Linked DNA regions of Triticum aestivum: region 2 is linked to region 1. The links are chromatin contacts, called in public Hi-C maps. All regions are on one chromosome and are shown on one strand. The core of a region is the stretch at or near the end of the contact, and the rest is flanking DNA. Distances in the headings are between cores, read along the strand shown. Region 1 holds the start of LOC123071696 (PTI1-like tyrosine-protein kinase 1). Region 2 holds the start of LOC123071697 (SUPPRESSOR OF ABI3-5).

Region 1 (6,187 bases), core at 2,320-4,819:
GCGATGAGATATCCAATGACAGAACCGTATGGACTAACTTATTTCTTTGGTTAATTCTGTGGATCAACTGTCCAGAGCTGCTGCTGGTGCAGGTGGAGTCTGCCTGCTCAAGGTAAGGGGAGATAAAGCCTTCACCACAATGCTCATGCTTGGACGGAACTCAGCTTCATATTGCACACACAGAGCTGCTACCGCCCCGAGCTGTATTAAGGTGCGAAGGTGAAAAGTGTGAAAACAGAGAAGAGTAAGTTACAAGTTGTCAAGCTAGTGGATACACAAAAGAGGGGGCAAGCGACAAGAGGAGTAGGGAGACCTTTGCAAGTCCCTTTGGCGGATATTCACCCTCCAACCGGGGATCTATGCAACCCTTCACCTTGTCTTCGGTCAATCTTGGTGTAGCCTGCACAACAGAAGCTATATGCTCAGAGAACTGGTTAACAAAGTCCGCAGTGAAGGATGGGGATGTGTCGTGTTATTATGAGAAATAAGTAACTATGATGTGAGCATTACCCATGTAACCAGGCTCTGCTGCCCTCGAGGCGCTGTATGGTCCACAGGCTTTCTTCCTGTCAGAAGTTCCAAGAGAACAACCCCAAAACTATACACATCACTTTTCTGGGTCAGCTGACCAGTCATTGCATACCTAGAAAGTTCATATCATTACAAAACATTAGTTATACACAAATACAGTATTCTGTAATATCAGAATTCTGTAGACAATTGTATCACTTCAAGAAAGGTTTTATGTAACGAGTACCCCCCAGTATTAGTGTTTACTGCAGGTGGAGTTTACAGGTTTCTGGCCAGTCACAGAACTGGTTAGATTTGAACTACAACCACGACAAAACTTATGGAACGGAGGGAGTAACAGATAAAATACATAAATATTTGTGGCTGATTCTGACCAAGTACAGGAAGCTTGGTTGCCTCCATCTGGTCAACTTGATTCTTTTTGGGATTGGTAATTGAGTATAAACCAGTTTTATCTGGTCAAACAAAATCCAAACAGAGGAGAAGTAACAACAGGCTGACGGATTCTACAACGGCACAAGTTTCACAGCACATTGCTATCAATGCAAAGTGCAAAAATGTATAAATATATGCCAGGGAATGATTAAATTCTAATGTTGTTGATAGATGTGCTTATCTGTTATCATTTTTTAACCTCTGCTTTGAACAAGCAATGCAATCAATCTTTTACAGAATCGACTAGACAAGTTCGCACTCCAAAGAGAACTATATTTTAGCAATAAAATAGTTACCAAAGTATTAATTCATCACGGATTTGGAAGTTTGGAAGTACAGGATTCTTACTCTGGGGCGTGATAACCGAAGGTTCCCAACACACGAGTAGAATGCAAACGAGCAGCCATATCTGGAGCCTGATTTGAAAGATTGAAGTCTGCAATCTTGGCCTTGAAGTCCTCAAATAAGAGGATGTTACTGGATCTAACATCTCTGTGTACAATAGAAGGCTGGACCTTCTCGTGCAGATATTCAAGTCCTTTGGCAGCATCAACAGCAATTTTCATTCGCTGCATCCAATTAAGTGGTGGACCAGGTTGTGCACCTTGTACTCCTTTTCTTCCTGTTAGCACAAGTTAAAGACGTAATTGCTTACAAATAATCCACAATAGTTGTACCACCCCAATCTCCAAGCTCCCAACGAGAATAGGAAATTTTGTATCAAACTGTGTAGTATGATGGATATGCGTAATCATACCATGTAGAACATCATGCAGAGACCCCATGGTGGCAAACTCATAGGCTACTATGCGAAGGTTACGCTCCATACAGTATCCCAATATATCTACGAAGTTCTCATGTTTCAATCTCGAAACCAAGGAAACCTAGCATCAGAAAGTATGGATCATTGCTGATGGACTCTTCATGCATTTTCAGAAAAATATACATATTTAAAATTAGAGAACACTTCATGCATTAAGAAGTGTCAGTTGTATAACCAGAAGAATAATTCCAATCTTCAATAGTAAGCCAACCTGAGTCGAGAATTCTGATATGGGCTCATTTTCAGTAGAATCAAGTTTCTTCACTGCCATTTTTGTCCCATTATCAAGGACAGCGTAGTACACTCTCCCATAAGACCCTTCGCCTATTAAAGCCTTTGCCCCAAAATCATCAGTTTTCTCTATTAATTCATCCAAAGATAGAACAGGAATATTGATAGAGGGAGCTGAATCTTGTGGCTCGGCTTTCACAGTAGCAGAATCTTTCAAACCCTTTCTCATTCCTTGAAAAAAGCAGAGGAAATAACATCAAATTCTCTGTGGAATGGTGAATGTCAGACAAACCACCAGAACAGAGCTATAAGTTCAAGTGTCATGATAACTGTAAACTAGCAAGCAAATGATACAATCAAGGTAAGATGAATGTACCATCTGCGTTATTTGTTGAGGCCTTGGCCTTGGCCTTGGCATGCCCATTTTCATTCTCATCAAACTCAGCGGCTTGACAGCAAATGCAGCGACGCCACATTACTCTCTCTTTGCCTTGTTTCACCCCTACTATGAAAAGCACATACATGAATTTTATCACGAAACATATTACAGGATCAACACAGGAGCATATTCAACTTTAGACCTAAGATGTCATCTCCTGACCAATGAAGCCGACCAAAAATGCCATAGAAGTTCACAAACAACAGAAGCATAAATTCTAGAACAACAGCATTTGAACCACCATCTACGTTCAGAAGGAGCATCAGTTTTAAAGTTTTTTTGTTCGTTTAAGCGGTTTATGTCAGCATTTTGAAACATCAAAGTTGTTCCCGATGGCAGCAAAGCATTTCGATGTCAGAAACAAATTCTGAAAGAACCTAGAACCAGAAATCATCTCACCGATTATAAAAGCGTAAATCAGCTAGACTTTGCTCTATCCGGGACCAACGAATTTGCACATATACATATCACATAGATCATACTACAGCGCGGGATTTCTGCAACCATTTCAACTGAAAATAAACTGCGCCATCTGACAGAAATTCCCAACCCAGACTACAAAAATCACCTCGCATATAAACTCCAAACACTAGAAATTTCACTACCAAACCCGGCATCTGCGACCTCCCTACACACAGCCCACACCAACTTAGACAGACAGTGGCTGGCCGACTACGAGCGCCGAGATCCAGGGCATCGAACCATGATCGCAGAGAACCACAAAACCACACACCTAACCTAACAAATCGCTTCCCCACCACGAACCCGCGCCTAACCCCGGTCAACCGCGGAGAAAGAGCGCGCGCGCGGCATCCCCGCCCGCGCCCCAAACGCCGGCGGCCGCAAAACCCCCACCGGTTCGATTTGATCGCGCGCATTTCCGGGAGACGGAGCGGAGGAGGAAGGGACCGTCGAACGGAGTGGGAGGCGGCGGGATTCCGGGGAGGGGGATTTGGGGGGCGCGGAGACCTTACCTGGAGGGGTCGGCGGCGTTGCTTACTTTGGTCGGCTTCGTCGTCTCGGGGGCTGGGAGGAGGCGGAGACGGAGGCGGTGGTCGCGTTTTTATAGCGTTTCGCTCTCTTTCCCTTGCCTTTTTGAACTCTTCTTTTCTTTTTGTTTTTGTTTTTGTGTTGGGAGTTTGTCTACTGTGTTTACCTTCGAGCTGGCGAGAAAACGGAACGGCCGGATGTGTCACTGCCAGTGGGTCCCCAGCGGGAGGGATGCTGCATGCCAGTGGGGGCGCATTTCACGCGTCTACGGGTGAGTGCCGGCTTTTCGGTTGGGTTTTGCAGGTTCAGGGCATTTCCAGCCGGCGCGGAAAAAACGGCCCAGTCACATCTTAGGAGCCCGATTTTCGCGGGCTTGAACAGAAAACAGCGTTGGCGGATCCAGCCCGAACCCGGTGCGCTGGGGGGCACCCGGGGGCGCTGGGGCGAGCTGTTTTGGCGCGAAAAAGACGCGGGCCAGCCGCGTCAGCGGCTCGGCGCCTCGTCTTCCCCCAACGGCCTCGGTTCCCGCGGGGAATCAATGGCAAGGCTGCCGCCGGTCAGCCTTGCCATTGATTCCTCACGGGCGGCGCTTCACGGGGCGGCGCGCCGACGCCTCGCTTCCCTCGCACGCGTACACACGGGCGCGGCCCGGCTATAAAAGCCAGCGGCCTCCACTCGCTTGCGCCCAGACCAGTCCCCCCTCGCCACCGTCCACCCCCTCCCTTTCCCTGCCTCTCCCGAGCGCCGCCCTCCGGCCCCTCCCTCTACCTCTCCCGAGCCCACCCCGCCCCGCCATCGCCATGGCAGAACGCTTCCCCGGAGACGAGGCGGCGGCCAACGGCTTCGGCCGCCGTTCGCTCCGCGAACAGGAGTCCTGGCTCCTGTTCCAGGCGAACATCCCGGCGCCGCCGGACATGCGCGCCGGGCCATCGGGGTGGAGGCTCAGCGCCGGGGGAGTACCCATTCCCCCGTTGCCCGACGCCGTGGCGAAGCCGAAGTTCTTCGCCGAGGAGGTCGAGATCGTGCGCACGTCCCTCACCGACGCCCAACTCTCCCTCCCCCAGTACGCCGCCGACAACCACGCGGCCTGGGCGGCGTATTTCGAGCGCCGCCAGCAGCAGCGATTGGCGTCAAGGCCGAGCCCGCGGCGGAGTCGCCGCTCGGGCGGCGCACTCGCAGCGCCGGCATCATCATCAACGAGGGCGGCCGGCGCGCCTCGTCCTCATCTGCTCCTTCGCGCTTCGTCAAGCCAAAGACGGAGACGGGACTGACGCAGGTGAAGACGGAGCCGGGGCTTGCGCCGGTGAAGGCGGAGTTCGACGACGACGACGCGACCCTAGAATGGGCGCGCCAGGACTCCATTGCGATGGAGAAGGCGCGCCGGGAGAAGGTGAAGGAGCGCCAGCGCGCCGCCCTGCGCCGCTTCGAAGAGCGCCGACGCGGCCGCGATGAAGACGGGGTCGTCGTCCTACGCGACAGCGACGACGACGACGACGCGCCGCCGCCAGTCCGCCATCGCGACGCCGGGTCCAGCAGGGGCGCCCGCGTCAAGGAGGAGAAGGCCGACGACGAAGACGATGGCGGCGACGACTTCAGCCCCTTTCTTTTTTATATTAGGTTATTAATGTCATGAAAATGGCGAATTTCGCCGAAATTTGCCATGTTTAGACGAAATTTGCCATGTTTAGCCGAAATTTAACTAGTTTTATCATAACTTCGCCGAACGTCTCATCTTTTTTTTAATACGCGCCTAGGGGCAGCCCTGGGGGCCGACTCGCCCCCAGGGACATTTTTTGCGCCGGCTCACCCCCAGGCGGCGCTTTTTGACGCTCCTTGGGGGGCCAACGGCTGGAGATGCCCTCAGGGATGCCCACGAGACCCACAAGCATCTAAAAAATCCCCTCAAAAAAGAGAAAACAGAGACGTCTGAAAAAAGTTTTTGATAAGCGCCTTACTTTTTTTCATTTAGCTATTTTTCAATTCTGCTCAGTCCCGCATGCATCGTGATGATTTTCATGTCATTGCCTGGTCTTGCACAATAATGATTGGTAATACAACTAATACCAAATTAAAATTCACTTAGATGTTGATTAAATACTCAAAAGTATTAAAAACAAGATTGAATGTGTTTCCTTATTTGCCATTACTCCTAGACTGGTCCCACAGATCAATACTAGTTTTTCTTGTGCAATTTGTCCTCACTCGTGCGCATCTGGACCAACTTCTCAGTCAGTCACCCATCCTAAAATTGCTCCACGCTGAACACGCTTAACTTTGAAGTTCTTTCTGAATGGGCTCTCGAAAAAGGAGAAATTCTTTATTGTTATGAGTAGTCTATCATCCCATTAAGTCAGGCTATCACATACATCCTCACTCAAAGGAACTGACGTTTTCGTCGGCCCACAGGAACATTCCTTCTTGGTACATGTCTGCGCGTTCAGTCCAACACATTTGGCATGCCGTGTGTCACGACTGGTCACAAACGTCATGCACAACATGACCGTGCACCTGACCCGCAAACATTCGTGTAACCACGAGGGTCGGCTCTGATACCAACTAGTAACGCCTCGGACACACCTGCCGATTACTGGCCGTTACTCCTAGCAGGATCTAGACTGACCCACAGATCAATACTAGTCTTTCTTGCACTTTGTCCTCACTCGCGCGCACCTGAGACCAATGCTACGTCTTGAGCTTTGGTTTTTCTTGAAGAGAAAAGGGTGATGCAGCATAGTAGC
Region 2 (6,187 bases), core at 936-3,435, 380 kb before region 1:
AATTCGTCATCGAAATTTCTTCGAGGCTGAGACCACATGGTGCCAGCAGAGGGTGGTGGTGGATACATATTTCTATCATGTATATCTGGACCAAATCCACCCCTTCGATCACTAGGAAAGCCTTCATCCACATATCTCCTACCAATGTAGGATTCACCAGCCCTGCAAATTGAGTTAGCGCTCAGCAGTAGGAATATGGTAATATAACAAAGCACTTTAAAGCGAAAATGCATGTCAAATATAAATGGACAAACATTACATCTAATTTAAGAATAAAGGGTACCAATCTTAAGTATAGATTAAAAGCACTTGGTGTTTATATGCATATTTTAACAGGAAATACTTGACTCACCTAAAGTCTGGCTCATTAATGGTGACATACCCATCAGGTGCCTGTAGATTCAACAGAGTAAGTTGAGTCAGCAGCAAAGTCTACAGAACAGGCAGGTAAATCCATTCCATTTAAGCAACGGCCGCTTCTTGAATTTATTTACAACATAACGCTTGTTACACGGAAGGCAATCACATGCCACTAGATCTGCTATCTTCAGCATCCTTGGTAGTTAATAAAGAAAAAGGCTGCAATTACACTGTTGTTCTCCCATCCATGCTGTGGAGCATATCGCCCACGATCCATTTCCAGAATTCAGCACTCGTGTTATCCTGTTAATTCTTGGTGATCTTCCAAATTTTGGGGCGTAGATATTTTTTGGTGTATTCTGTAAGAAAAAAAAACATGACACCATAAAGTTAAGCATCATATCCATCATATCACTACATCACACTGGAACTTCTGCATGGAACAGAAATAAATCATCTGAAATTCAAGTGTTAATAAATCCATGAGCATTTGTTGCTGCTAGATATGCCCATTCCTCAACTTACTTCTTATCATATTGTGGCACAACATTTTGTGGTAATTATACCAGAGACATGTCTGGAATGCAGGAACTGTGCATAGAACAGAACAATTTGTCCAGAATTCGGATGGGTTCCTACATTCCGAATAGGGCCAATGCATAGGAGGAGAAAAATACAAAATGCAGCATGAGTAAAACAATGGCATGCTCCGCTCCTCTTAGATGAACTTACCAGGGAGGGAGGGAATTAGTTTATAAGAAATAATTGCACCCGCTAGCTTATGGTTTTTCCCATGGGACACTAATAGAGGAATGATAAAATACCATTCTTCAAATTAATTAGAAACACAAATAGCAAAACAGACCACAGATATCAGATCAGTTTTAACTCCCTGTGTTCTGACCTAATATCACAGATAAACCCTTTAAAGCATACAAGTAGAAGAATCCTAATCCATAGGCTTCAATAAATAAGTCCATCGTACTGTTTTTGCATGTGCAGTTTCCTAATATGCCAATCCAACTGGTTTCCTGACATGAAAGTGCTGAAAAACTAACTGTTGATGAGAAAAATTTAGAGCATCAACCATTTGCCTTCAGATACTAGATACTGGATATACCAATATAGCTGAAAAACTAACTGTTGATGAGAAAAATTTAATAAGTCTATGCATTAGATTTTCTGTCCTAGTGCATGGTTTGACTGCCATATTAGATCAGAACAAGGGTATTTGCTTTGCCGGTCTTTTCTTAAGCAAAATGCTAAAATCAAAGATAATTTTCTCGCTGCCATGGCTTAAATAACTACAGATTACTCACTGTCACACCATACATCACAGCAAAATCGGAACACCATGCGCAAACACAAATTGCTCACCGGAAACATCTGATCTGAGCACCCGTGTACGGTATATATTTCTCCAGTCAACACCATATACTTCCCCAATCAACAGCATATACGAGTCGATTGTACAACAAATACTGCAGTATTTGATTAGAAAATACCTTGCGAACAGGTAGGCGGAAGCGAGCTCTTGCGTCTCGCGCGTGCGGACCGGGAGCCGCGCGCGAGATCGTGCGCGAGCTGGCGGGAGCAGCCGCCAGAAGTCGTGGTGGACCGCGGCCGGAGTCGTGGTAGAGAGCCGCGGCGAAGGTGGGCCACGGGACCTGGCGGAGGAGATGAAGAGGACGGTATGGCTTGAAGAGGGGAGGGGGTGGCGGCGCCGGCGGCGGGAGTGGCGGGGCCGGAACCCTAGTCTCGGGGGAAAGAGATGTGTAGAGAGCGGGCGAAGGAGGAGACGCGGTTCGGGACAAGTGGTTCGGGTTGGCGTCGCGGTCTCGTGCGCTGGCAGACCGACTCGACCGCGATTTCTCTTTTGCTTTCTTTTTCGTGGAAGCCGTTTTTCCATTTTTCTTAAAGCAACGTGGAAGTCGGTTTTAAACTTATAATTTATACGGCTCCTCGAAATTAAACTTTTTTTTAGATTGAAATATTTCAGTCCATTAATTAACGTGTCTAGCGACCTCGCTAGCAACAAAAGACCGGACAAAGGTAGGGGCAAGACCCGGCCATACGGCTTGGGGTACAAGCTCCATCTTCAACCCATATAGCGCAAGAGCGTCCGCAACCTTATTACAAACCCTCGGACAATGAACAATATGAAAAAAACTAAAATTCAGACTAGCAAAAGTCTTTTATTTCCCTGAACAAGACACCATTAGAAGAAAGATCAAAGTTCGACATATTAATAAGCACATTACAAAAAGGAAACAAGCCAAAAAAATCAAAAAGGCAGATCACACAAGACGTCCCCACGCGGCAGTAGGTCCCGCATATATCTTGGCTCATCCCCACCTTATCTTCTTCTCCAGCGAGTTTGTGGCCACACATCGTTCTTTTTCTACTGCTCCCTGATCCAAATACACCTCTCTTATCTATCCCGCCCCAAAACTCCAAGACTATCCGTATTGTGCTCCTTAAATCGGTGGTGCGCTTTAGCCACAGGCACCTCCTTAGTCCTCGGTGTAGCGTGTGGCCAAAGCACTCCCACAAAGTGACCTCTAGCTCCTCCTTTCCTTCCCTTTCCATTGACGAGAGATGCCACCACCTGCGTTGCATGGGGGGGCAATGTTGTAGCATGCACCGTCGCTCGCCTCGAGCCACCCGTCGCGCGAGCTGCAAGGGTCGGCAGCATTGCAGCAAGCGGGATGCTTTGTGCTGGCTAGATGGAAACCACAAGTCGGCGAGCTACGACCTCTGCTGCTGCGACCAACGAAGGTTTTTGCTGCGGCTGGTGATTGATTCGCAGGGGACCGGTAAACTGATTTTGCTAGGATCAACAATTGGTGGTGTCGCGACCAATGGCAACTTTTGCTGGGACCTACGCCTACTTTTGTTGGGGGTCGGCAATATGTGGTGATGTGAGCCGTGTGTATTAGAATCAGTTGCGGTGTGTCGTCACATGTTGGACCCGATCATCAAGGTTACTGCGACTGTGTCACACACGTGTTGGGACCATAATCGAGAGGTGTTGCGACTGCGATCGCGGCATGCTGGAACCGGCCCGTTGGTGATGCTACGACCTCGACCACTATTTGCTGGAATTGGCATCGGGGTACGCTACGACCATGGTTGGTCGATGTTGTGATGGGCGCTGGGAGGAGGAGATGGACGGAACGACATGCTGCAACCGAGTCAACAAACTGTCACGAGCTTGTCGGCGGTGGGTATTACGAGCGCAACGTCTGGGATGTTGCGAGCGAACGACATGGTGCGGCGAACTCACGCGGTGGGGGTGCTACAAGTGGAAGGCGACGCATAAATGGGTTGTGGAGGGGTTGAGAGTGTGGTGGCTGCATGAAGAAAGAAACGGTTCGAGAGAGGGGGAATCCAGTGGTTGCGGGAGGACTGGATTAGACGACTCAGATGCCCACCGATTAGGACATTGCGTTGGTCGATCGGTGATGCCCTTTGTGATCCGCTTTGGATAGCAGGTCTTTGTACCTTTCCCCACGGAGTGATCATAGGTTGTCGAACCCATGAAAGGATGTGCACTAATGAGTCAAACAAGTTATTGTTATCGAATTAAATTACAATTTTAACCAAACATGTAACAACCTTTTTGAAAGTAAATAATAATATTGAAATTGACATGTGTACGAGGTCTTACTCTTGCAATCTTATACTTCTGTGTGGGATCCCTTCTTGATAATAAACATAGCTCTTGAATACAACCGTTACGATGTGCTTGCTACGCGATGATAGTGGGGGATGTGTTTGAAGTACGTCTTGACCGGTCACGACCTGCATCAAGAGTCTGTTGTCCAACTGATGGCCCTTACTGTCGCGTGGGTTTACCTCGGCAATTAAGAATTATTCCAGACAAGAGATTGTGCATTTAATAACTGCACCGCATTTATCCCATGGGAGTTGCTTTCTTCCCCGTACAAATCTGTTCTCTCGCCGCTGTTCAGAATAGCGTTCCACGTGTCCTCGCTTCTTGCCTCATCCTTGATCGATCTACGAGATCTTGGGTACTTGTAGGGCCTTAGAACGAGAAGAAGACAAAAGACAACTACGTCATGATTGGACACATACATATAACGTCAAATATGCAACGTCATTCCAACGATCTCTTGCACAAACACATATGACTGCAAGGCATTGCCTCAGCTCATTGCCTTACCGAATTACTCATACACGGTGATGGAATCGCAAGATGAACTCATTGAAGATGAGATGAAGGTGAATGATTGATTGATAATATGTTTTACAATAGTCGCCGAATGTGATACAATGATTACAAGTATGATTACCTTGGAGATAATAGTTGTGGTGATGAAGATGACAACGGCTATGGAGATGGGTAATGGCGGCTGCTAGGGTTGTAAGATGCTTCTATTGAGATTCTAACGTGACCCCCTCTATAGGAGTTGTTCAGGTGGCCGCCTTGGAGCCGGTGGGGTGCAGTACGACCAGTCATACGAGCGGGCGTGCTCATACTATGCGCCATTTTGCGCTCTATAAAGCTTGTTGCACCTCCTATTGACTTGCCATGTTCACCACACTTCTTATTCCATCATGTATGATGATATTCTTCCATGTGTTCAGCCAATTTCATGTGGAAACACATGAAATAAAGGATTCACAATTTCTTGCATTCAATATCAATATCAGAGTGATTCTCTCGGAAATTTCAGGGTTATCCGGTTTGAACAATAGTGGAATGAGGGTAAAAATGATGCTCATCAGGCGACACCTAGCGTCCACCAAGAAATAACCTCGATCAAGATCAATTTCTACTCTTACATACTACACTGGCCCACGTGTCATATGCATCTTATATGCATAGCCCCCCTCCACTAGAATTGACATAAGAAAATCCAGTTACAAATCCCACTGATTTCGTGCATAAAGTAGGACTTGTCACCCCCACCCCCATCTTGCCCCGCCCGAATATCACCTACCATATTAGTACGTGCCTCCTGGTGCAAGCACCCCTCGTTTGTAACCTTCGTGGCTCTAGGAACACACACTTTCATTGTCGCTACAAACAACCTCCACCCAAATCCTCAGCAACAAGAATCTTGCTAACCCCATCACGACGCAGTTGATCAACCTAATCATCTTGTTGCACACGCTGATGTTGAGCAACTCGAGCCAAGGAAGGTATTGCACCCAGGTCATGTACATCCGGAGGTGGCACCTGTCAATGGTCACCTCCGAGAGGTTGGATGCCGCGTAGTGGGACCACTCAATGACATGGAGCCTCATGTAGAACCCAAACTTGACGGCCTCTAGCCTTGGCACACACGTTAAGCCACAATCTCCTCGATGTAGGAGGAATACACTCGATCAATGAGTACAGAGTGTCAATTTCTAAGATTTTTTTGTGGTGGACCCATTTCAAGGATTTGGAGGTATAAGGTGCCAATGGGTTTTGTTACTTGCAATCAGGGGCGGAGCTTCGTTGGGGCTGAACCGGGCCATGGCCCGCCCAGGAATTTCGTGAATCTTTTTATACCTATGCTTTGCTTCATGCCCACTCAGCCTAGTTACAATCAATTTGCTTGACGGCTCGATCCATGTCTCCCACTAGCGTGCACAGTAGGAGCAGCCGCTGCCAGCCGGCTACGCCGTCGCCTGCATCTCGGGCAGTGCCCATCCCCCTCCCAGGTTCTCACCTCCGTCCCTACCAACGCAAATCGCACAACCTCCTTGTTGCTAAATACACGCTTTCTGCCGCCTGCTCCACGGCCTTTGCACCGGCCAGTCCTGGCTCCGACCGTCGGGATCCTGCCGCGGTGCCGCCCAAATTCCTCCGCTG

What was found. A called contact is a pair of places that touch in the nucleus more often than the background predicts.
Region 2: a Hi-C map of leaf shows a contact between it and region 1, with 2.1 times the contacts expected there. The contact joins the promoter of LOC123071697 here to the promoter of LOC123071696 in region 1. A contact is called at or near these places in 2 of 5 Hi-C or Micro-C datasets (both in leaf).

What each region holds. Positions count from the first base shown.
Region 1 is chr3B:681,696,445-681,702,631 of IWGSC CS RefSeq v2.1, reverse strand. LOC123071696 (PTI1-like tyrosine-protein kinase 1) reads right to left here and starts at 3,569. Exons shown (of 9, transcript XM_044495280.1): 1 at 3,434-3,569; 2 at 2,397-2,525; 3 at 2,001-2,251; 4 at 1,724-1,850; 5 at 1,315-1,588; 6 at 511-643; 7 at 314-400; 8 at 39-201. The coding sequence starts at 2,496. The coding sequence ends at 64.
Region 2 is chr3B:682,074,230-682,080,416 of IWGSC CS RefSeq v2.1, reverse strand. It overlaps LOC123071697 (SUPPRESSOR OF ABI3-5), which reads right to left and starts at 2,185. Exons shown (of 17, transcript XM_044495282.1): 1 at 1,866-2,185; 2 at 590-719; 3 at 353-393; 4 at 1-162. The coding sequence starts at 637.